2 separate regions of the Sus scrofa genome follow, and region 2 is linked to region 1. A link is a contact called in public HiChIP or PLAC-seq data. All regions are on one chromosome and are shown on one strand. The core of a region is the stretch at or near the end of the contact, and the rest is flanking DNA. Distances in the headings are between cores, read along the strand shown.

Region 1 (3,831 bases), core at 833-3,332:
ATGCAACCTCAAGTACAGAAATGCCTCAATACGTCAAGTTTTTGAGGAAAACTTCCTGAGTCCACATAGTTATCATTTGTCATTTGTACCCTGGGGCTAATACGGGTGTGATTTTTACTTTAGATTTTTATGGCTTTTTTTGGCCCCACAAACATTTTTCAAGCAATTGCTAACTACGGTCAGCAATTCAAAACCATAAGGGGAATTTGCTGCAGGTCCAGAAAGGAGTCGCTCGGAAAGGGGGGCTCCCAACTCGGCCTGGTGCTGCGCTCTCACCATCGGTTTCCTGGGGGTCTGTCTATACAGCAGCCCTGTTCTTTCTGGCATCTTTACTCCGTCTCTTCCGAGTTGCTCCTCACAGTCTATAAATATCCTCAAGTTCCTCCCATCTTAAAACAAAAAAGCCCTCCCCACAGCTCTGCCTTCCCACCCCCTCATCTCCTGTTGTCCTGCTGCTCTCTCGCTCTCTCTCCCTCAATCTTTGCCTCCTCAGCAGAATTTCTTGAAGGCGCTGCCTACACAGCATCCACTTCCTCTCCATAAGCCGGCTCAGCTCCTCTGCTGGCGGCACATCCCCCTCCCCCGCCCCCATCAGTGGTGCCCAGGCTGGGCAAGGGAGTCTTCCCCGCCCAGGGGCTGCAACCTACCCGCCCAGCTTGCCTTGCCAATAGGACCATCTCCTCCCGCGTCCAGGCCCCTGGGGTCAGCCCAGGCACTGCTCTCTGAATTTTTCCTTTTGTGATGTTTGTTTTTCCAATCATTTTAGGCTTTAGTGTCTTGTTGAAGAGGCTTAGAAAAGTTAAACAAATGAAGAATAGGAAGATGAAGAATAGGAAGTACGTTCAAGATTAATGCATGACATCTGCCCCATAACTTTATCCTTTCCTTAAAAATAGTAAGGCGTTCCCTTGTGGCTCAGTGGGTTAAGAACCTGACTAGTATCCATGAGGATGGTGTTCAAACCCTGGCCTCGCTTAGTCAGTTAAGGATCCCACCTTGCGGTGAGCTGAAGCAGATCAGGCATTGCTGTGGCTGTGATGTAGGCTGGCAGCCGCAGCTCCCATTCAACCTCTAGCCTAGGAACTTCCATATGCCGCAGGTGCGGCCCTAAAGCCCTAAAAAACCAAAACAAAACACTAAGAAAAGTCATCCAGAGAGACTTCTGCCCTTCCAACATCACACCAGACCACACCAGACCCTGCCGTTATCTAATTAGCTACCTTAGGGTCATTTGATGCTGGGCGTGTGGGCACACGGACTGCAGAGAGGGCTAGGGCCCCAACCTTGCACATTTAGATGTTAATTTGTAGAAGACTGGGAAGTCAAAATGATTTTGGCCTGGTACAGATGCAAATGAATTCTGTCCAACACAAATGATAACCTCAAACGTCTGATTTCATTGGCCTGTAGGGCGGGCCGTCAACCAGATTTACCTCAAACTTGGCAATCTTATTTAAGAAGCACTGCTACTTTCACCGACTGCAGCATCTTCTGCTTGGAAAAAGTGATCCATCGTAAACAGAACGGCTCTGTTTATATGAGCTATAATTTCAACTTTTAAAAGTCAGATTTTGAAAATGAGATTGTCAGGTGAGAGTTCGGGAACGGAGTACTCTTGCAAAGTAGCATTCATCTTTCAAGACTGAAGCGAGTGGGTCTGCTCCGCGAGCTTGTCCACGCCTACTCCGGAGGGGAGGGCGGCCCAGGGGCCTGGGAGGACCGGAAGCAACGGCCACCCAGCCTGGGCTGCCCGGTCACGCGGCGGGCGGGGGGCAGGGCGTGCGCGCTCCCGACCCAGCGAGGGGGACCCTGAGAGCCCTCCACAGAGAGCGAGGACCCAGGGCGGGCTGCATGCAGGCGCACAGCCCCGCGAGACCCGACCGCTCCGCGAGGCTACCCCCAGACCCCTCCTCAACCCGACGCGCGTCCTGGTCCCGCCCCTGCGGCGGGAAGCCAATCAGCTCGCTTCCTGCTGGCAGGCGTCAGGACGGGGCCCGCCCCCCCAGGCCCCGCCTCTTCCGCCACTGCGCCTGCGCAGACCGCCTCCGGCGGCCCAGCCTCCCCTTCCGGCGCGCGCGCGCGCGGGCGGGAGCCGCGCTCCCGTGAGGCAGTGCGAGGCGCGGGGAGACTGGCAGTTGAAGCGAGCAGAGCCTCCTGAGGCGAGCGGCCCGGGCCTCGCGGTGCTCGCGAGCGGGCGGGGGGCTGTGGGAGCAGCGCCGGTCAGTGGTCTGCCTCTTCTGGGAGCCCCTGGGGACGTTTTTCAGGCGCGCGAGTGTGTGCCCGCGCGGTGTAGTCGCGGTCCTCAGGGCGAGCGGCCGCGTCCGGGGCGGAGTGAGGGGCGGAGGGCGCGGCGGGAGACTGGGGGCTCCGGGGCTGGCTGGGGGCGCCGGCAGGGGGGCCGGGGGCCCGGCGGGGCTCCCGGGGGGGGGCTCTAGCGGGCGGGGGACGCCGGGGCGGGGGGCGCGGCCTGGGGTCCGGCCTGGCCCCGAGGCGCTGCTGGGACGCCCCAGCCGGCCCGTCACCCGCTGGGGTTCGTGCAGTTTGTCTTCGAGGCCGACTCTGAGGTTTGAGGACGGTTGTTTTCTCGGCACGCGTGCAGGTCGTCGCTGAACCACACAGGGTCACAGAGGGCCGCAGAGGAGTCAGTGCGACCCTCGTCTGTACCTCATGTACCTCGTGTCCCGTCACTCAGTCCGACTCCGGGACTTTCCCCTTGTTGAAAGTAACATGCCTGGAATACCGTTACTTGATGACTGCTCGGTCCTTTGGTGCGTCTCAAGCCGGAGTGGTTCTTAAACCTGATTTTCTCTGCACCAGGTCGATTGTGTCTGGACTTGGGTTCTGTCTCGAAGGTGGATGCTGATTGAGTCATTGAGGTAAATATTTAGCTGACTCTCAAAAATCCTATGTTTATTTACATTTTCTCAAGAAGGACAGAGAAAAGAGGCTCCTTTGCTGCATGATGGCTTGGACATGTTTAGATTCGTTTATTTTAAATTAAAAACTGAACCCTTACACTATAAAATATAGCGGGGGTTTTTTTGTTTGTTTTTTAGGGCCACTCCAGCGGCATGTAGAAGGACGTTCCCAGGCTAAGGGTGGAATCACAGCTGCAGCTGCCGGCCTAGGCCACAGCCACACCAGGTCCAAGCCATGTCTGCGACCTACACCACAGCTCACAATGCTGGATCCTTAACCCGTTGAGTGAGGCCAGGGGACGAACCCGTATCTTCATGGCTACTAGTTGGGTTCTTAACCTGCTGAGCCCAAATGGGAAGTTTAATGTATTTTAAACCATGTTATCTTTGGAAAAAAATTATGGTTAATTAAGTTTTCCTTACTGTTGTAGTGTTCTAAGTAATATTCTCATTGTTTCTCTTTATCAGGTTTTTCTGCTACAACTATCTGTGGGATAGATGGTTCCCAAATACCTTGTGATATTTATCTGTATCATTCTTTTAAAGATATAGTTGCCTTATTTGGGTCTAATACTTGTTTTTTTTTCCCTCTAGGAGGAATTATTATAGATTCTAAAAATACTTTTCTCCCTTCCCTGTGGACTTAACATTAGTTTTGTATGTATTTGGATTTATTTTATGAATATCAATACCATAAAGCCTTATCACTTATAAAAGAAATTGGGTAGTTAAACCATGAGTTGTGGAAAAGAGTTTGTGGAAACATTAAAAAAAATAGATTACCCCAAAGCTGATATTCTTAATGGGGAAGATTTTGACTGGTTGTTTGAGACTGCTGAAAATGAATCATTTTTGAAGTGGTTTTGTGGGAATGTGAGTGAACAGAATGTGTTGTCTGAAGAGGAACTGGAAG
Region 2 (3,831 bases), core at 654-3,153, 520 kb before region 1:
GACGCTCTGGGGTGCCAGGCTGCTGTGGCCCAGAACGAAGTCTGGTTTTGCGCCAGATGAAATGGGAAGACGCAGGGCCTGTGGTCGAGGCTGCAACTTGTTAGTTAACAAAGGGCTGTCTTTTCCCACTGCACTAACGGGAGTGCGGTTGGCAAGGCCCCGGGAGCCCACTGCCTACCCTTGCGGCCCCAGGCCGTGGCCTGCACAGCCACCCCAGAATGCTGCTCCCCTGAGCGGGTGAGGGGGACAGGCCCCCACTCCCAAGCCCTGCCCCAGTCTCCTAGAGCCAAGGCACTGAGTCCTCATTCCTTAGGTGACAAAGAGGACACATGGTTGAGGCAGCCATGCAAAGTGGCCCAAGAAGTCCGTCGCACTGCAGTGACCATGGGGACAGTAGCCAGACGGGACACATGGGAGGCGGGGAAGAGGATAGTCGATCCTGGCTCCCAGCAGGGAGGTTGCTGGGAGAACCCCAGTTAGATTTAAGGTGCACCGGGCGGTGCTGGCGCTCGGACTGCAGAGGACGGGGCCAGAGCAGCTCCTGGTGCTGGCCAGGCTCCTGCCAGGATTGCCTTGGATGTGACAGGGACAGGTGAAGAGGCCACGGTGGGCGAGGTGTTGGCATCTGCCACCTCCTGGGGTGTTCACGAGTAGGTGTTTGCCAAGTGCGGTGTGGCTCCACAGTTCTGCAAGGCCTGGCAGGCCTGGCTGCTGTTCCAGCCTCAGGTTGGGTCCACCTGTTCGAGTCAAGCAGCTGTTTCTGTTAACTCGCCGAGCTGCTGGCACTTGGGCAAGACTTGCTAGTGAGTTCTAAGGACAGTGTGCCAGCGACAGGCTGCCAAGCTTGAAAAGCTCTAGCTTTCTGCCTCATGTATCAACCTGAGAACGCCCACCTCTGTCCACCCTGGCCCCTCCCCACCCCACTCGACTTAATTCTTGGAAATGTCAACAAGGCCGTCCCAGCCCCGCCACCTCCTTGCGGGCCGGGGGAAGGGGAGGGCGGGGTTAGCTCGGGGGCTGTGAAACCGGCGGGGACCACCTGGCCGGGAGAGGTGGGGGCTGTTGCCAGTGTCGCATCCTCCTCCTCTGGAGCTCTGCCCTTCCCGGCCACCTGAGAGAAGTGGCCGCTTCGGTCCACTGCCCTGCGCAGGCTTCTAAAGGGGAGCGCAGCTCGACTGGAAGAGGTGGACGTCCCGAGCCTGGGTGAAGGCGCGTGTCCTCGGGGAAAGAGCTATAGCCGGTGCTCTTTTTGGTCGTTGGAGCAGCAATGGCGTGTGAGGCAGAAGCGTGGAAATTGGGGTGAGCGCCGCTCGACCTGGCAGGGACTGTGGGCCTTTGGCTGCACCAGAGAAGCTGAACCTCCAGTGCCCAGAACTCTTCCTGGTGTGGCCACAGAATCTTTTAAGATACGGGAGGGAAGCAGGACGGTGGGTGCAGGCCGGGTCCAGCAGCCCGGAGTTCCTCCAGCTGCGGGGGCCGGGGGCCAGGCCCGAGTGCGCCCGGGAGCGGGGGTCGGGGGGAGCCCCTGCCCTTCCGGGAGACCCCAAGGCAGGCGGGTCGCGGGACAGCCCCGACCGCGCCCTCTCCTCGCCAGCTCGTCCAGGGTCTCAACCATGCGCGGCACGAGTGCGCGCGAGGCCTCTAGCCCAAGTGGACGGTGCGTCGAGGGTCTGGCCGGGCCGGACCCCGCCTTCCGGACGGGGCGACCAAAGCCTCGGGATCCTCGGCGGGCGAGGCTCCTCGGGCGCAGTCTGGGGGCAGATGGAACCGAGGCCTAGCGAGCGCCTCCGCTCGGACCCCTCCCCGCCGGGACACAGCCGCCCCCCTCGCGCAGGGCCTGAAGCAGCGCGGCCTCGCCCGGCGGCTGGAACGGGAAGCGCAGCGGCGGCCACTTCCCGGAGTAGCCACGCCCACTTCCGGCGGTGGGCGCGCTCCTGCCGTCCACTCCACTTCCGTCAGTCCGTCCGTCCTGAGCGCGCGGCCGGCGCAGGTGCGGGGCGGGGGCGCGGCGGCGCGGTCCCGGCGGGCGGGGGTTGTGTTCTCCCGCGCGCGAGGGCGCTCCCGTGCCCGCCCGGGCCTGTTTCCCTGGCCGCTCCTGCCGGGAACGTGGGGCGGCATCAGGAGCTGGGAGGTGTCCCTGGCCTCGATGCCCCTGCCCAGGCCCCTGGGACGGTTGGTCTCCGGGGCTGCGGTTTCCTTGCGCAACCCCCGCAGCCTGCGTTTCCTGCTGCCCAGGGTCCGGGCAGGGCGCAGCGAGGGACCCTTGTGCTGGGTAGCCGGGCAGGCAGTCCCTTTCGGTGCGCACTGGTTGTTAGTGGGCCGGTGGCGCGGCAGGAGCTAGGGGCTCATTTTCCCCGCCCCGCCCCGCCCCGCCCACCCACGGTAGGTGAGCATCCGGGCAAAAGGACCCAGACGCGCCCTCCTGAAACCCGCGCTCTTGCAGAACTGCTTCTCGCTCAGCCAGGCGGGATAGCCAGGCCGAATCGGAGCGGCTCCCATCATGGGCTGGGGAGCCGGCGGGAGCTGCACCCCGCGCCCACCCATCCGCCCGCAGCCGGCGCCCGAAACCCGTGTGATCACCGTGGTCTTCCTGGGCCTCCTGCTGGACCTCCTGGCCTTTACTCTGCTGCTGCCCCTGTTGCCCGGGCTGCTCGAGAGCCATGCCCGTGCCCACGTGAGCCACCTCCCCTCCCCGCCCAACCCGACCCTTCACTCCCATTGCTCCAAGCCCCTCAGAGACTCCCCAGCGGGTCCCACATCTTTGTCCCCCAGGACTCCCTCTATGACTCGTGGCAGCGAGGGGTGGACTGGTTTGCGGCGGCCATTGGGATGCCAGCAGAGAAGAGGTACAACAGCGTCCTGTTCGGAGGTAAGGTGCTGCCGCTGGGCGGGGCCTCCCCGGCCCGACTTCCTGGCCGGTCCCCTCCTCAGTCCCCGAGTCGCAGGTCCTAGTCCTCCCCTGTGCATTGTCTGCTCCCTCTCTGCGTGTCCACTTGCCACTGGGGCCATCTCCACTCAAGTCTTGGGACCTGGGATTGCAGGGCCAGACACGATCAGACCCTTGGGGATGGGGCAACGTGGTGACTGTGACCTCTGTCTCTTGCAGGTCTGATCGGCTCGGTTTTCTCCCTCCTGCAGTTCCTGTCGGCACCACTCACAGGGGCCGTCTCTGACCGCCTGGGGAGGCGCCCAGTGATGCTGCTGTCCCTGGTACGGTTGCCCACGGATGGAGCCTCCTCCCACTGGCCCAGCAGCCGTGCGGGGAGACGCTGTGAACCCGTCATGGGGCCTCGTTGGCCCTCGTGGCCCCCGGGGTGGTGTTTGAGGGATGTCAGACCCTGTGGCTAAGCCAGGCTGTCCCAGAGCTGCTCCTGCCATGGGGACACTGGGGACACAGTTGCTCCAGAGCAGGGCAGGGTCCAGGGGTGTTGCTCGGGCTTGCCAGCCCACTGTGGGCCCTGCTGGCCTCCGGTGACCGTCCCTGCCCTTGGCCCCTGCCCTGAGGCAGGCAGGTCTGGCCTCTTCCTACGCCGTGTGGGCGGCCTCGAGGAGCTTTGCGGCCTTCCTGGCCTCCAGGGTGATCGGCGGCATCAGCAAGGGGAACGTCAGCCTCTCCACCGCCATCGTCGCAGACCTGGGCTCGCCTCCCGCCCGCAGCAGGGGCATGGTGAGTGCACCCGCTGGGGGCTGCGGGACGGCAGGGCTCCTGGAGCCTGGGTCTCCCTGTGGCTCAGGCAGCCTTCTCCCCAGGCAGTCATCGGGGTGGCCTTCTCTCTGGGCTTCACGCTGGGCCCCATGCTTGGGGCCTCCCTGCCTGTGGAGATGGCACCC

What was found. HiChIP or PLAC-seq counts read pairs in DNA pulled down with a chosen protein or histone mark.
Region 2: a contact with region 1 is called in an H3K27ac HiChIP or PLAC-seq map of alveolar macrophages. The contact joins the promoter of MFSD10 here to the promoter of HAUS3 in region 1. A contact is called at or near these places in 1 of 5 promoter capture datasets (fetal liver) and 1 of 2 datasets of contacts at active chromatin or transcription factors (alveolar macrophages).

The regions. Positions count from the first base shown.
Region 1 is chr8:1,196,768-1,200,598 of Sscrofa11.1, reverse strand. HAUS3 (HAUS augmin-like complex subunit 3) reads left to right here and starts at 2,082. Exons shown (of 6, transcript XM_021100924.1): 1 at 2,082-2,219; 2 at 2,818-2,876; 3 at 3,513-3,831. The coding sequence starts at 3,654. POLN (DNA polymerase nu) reads left to right here and starts at 2,061. Exons shown (of 26, transcript XM_021100921.1): 1 at 2,061-2,159; 2 at 2,818-2,876.
Region 2 is chr8:1,713,087-1,716,917 of Sscrofa11.1, reverse strand. MFSD10 (major facilitator superfamily domain-containing protein 10) reads left to right here and starts at 1,903. Exons shown (of 13, transcript XM_003356833.5): 1 at 1,903-1,990; 2 at 2,444-2,674; 3 at 2,773-2,869; 4 at 3,107-3,210; 5 at 3,509-3,667; 6 at 3,751-3,831. The coding sequence starts at 2,501.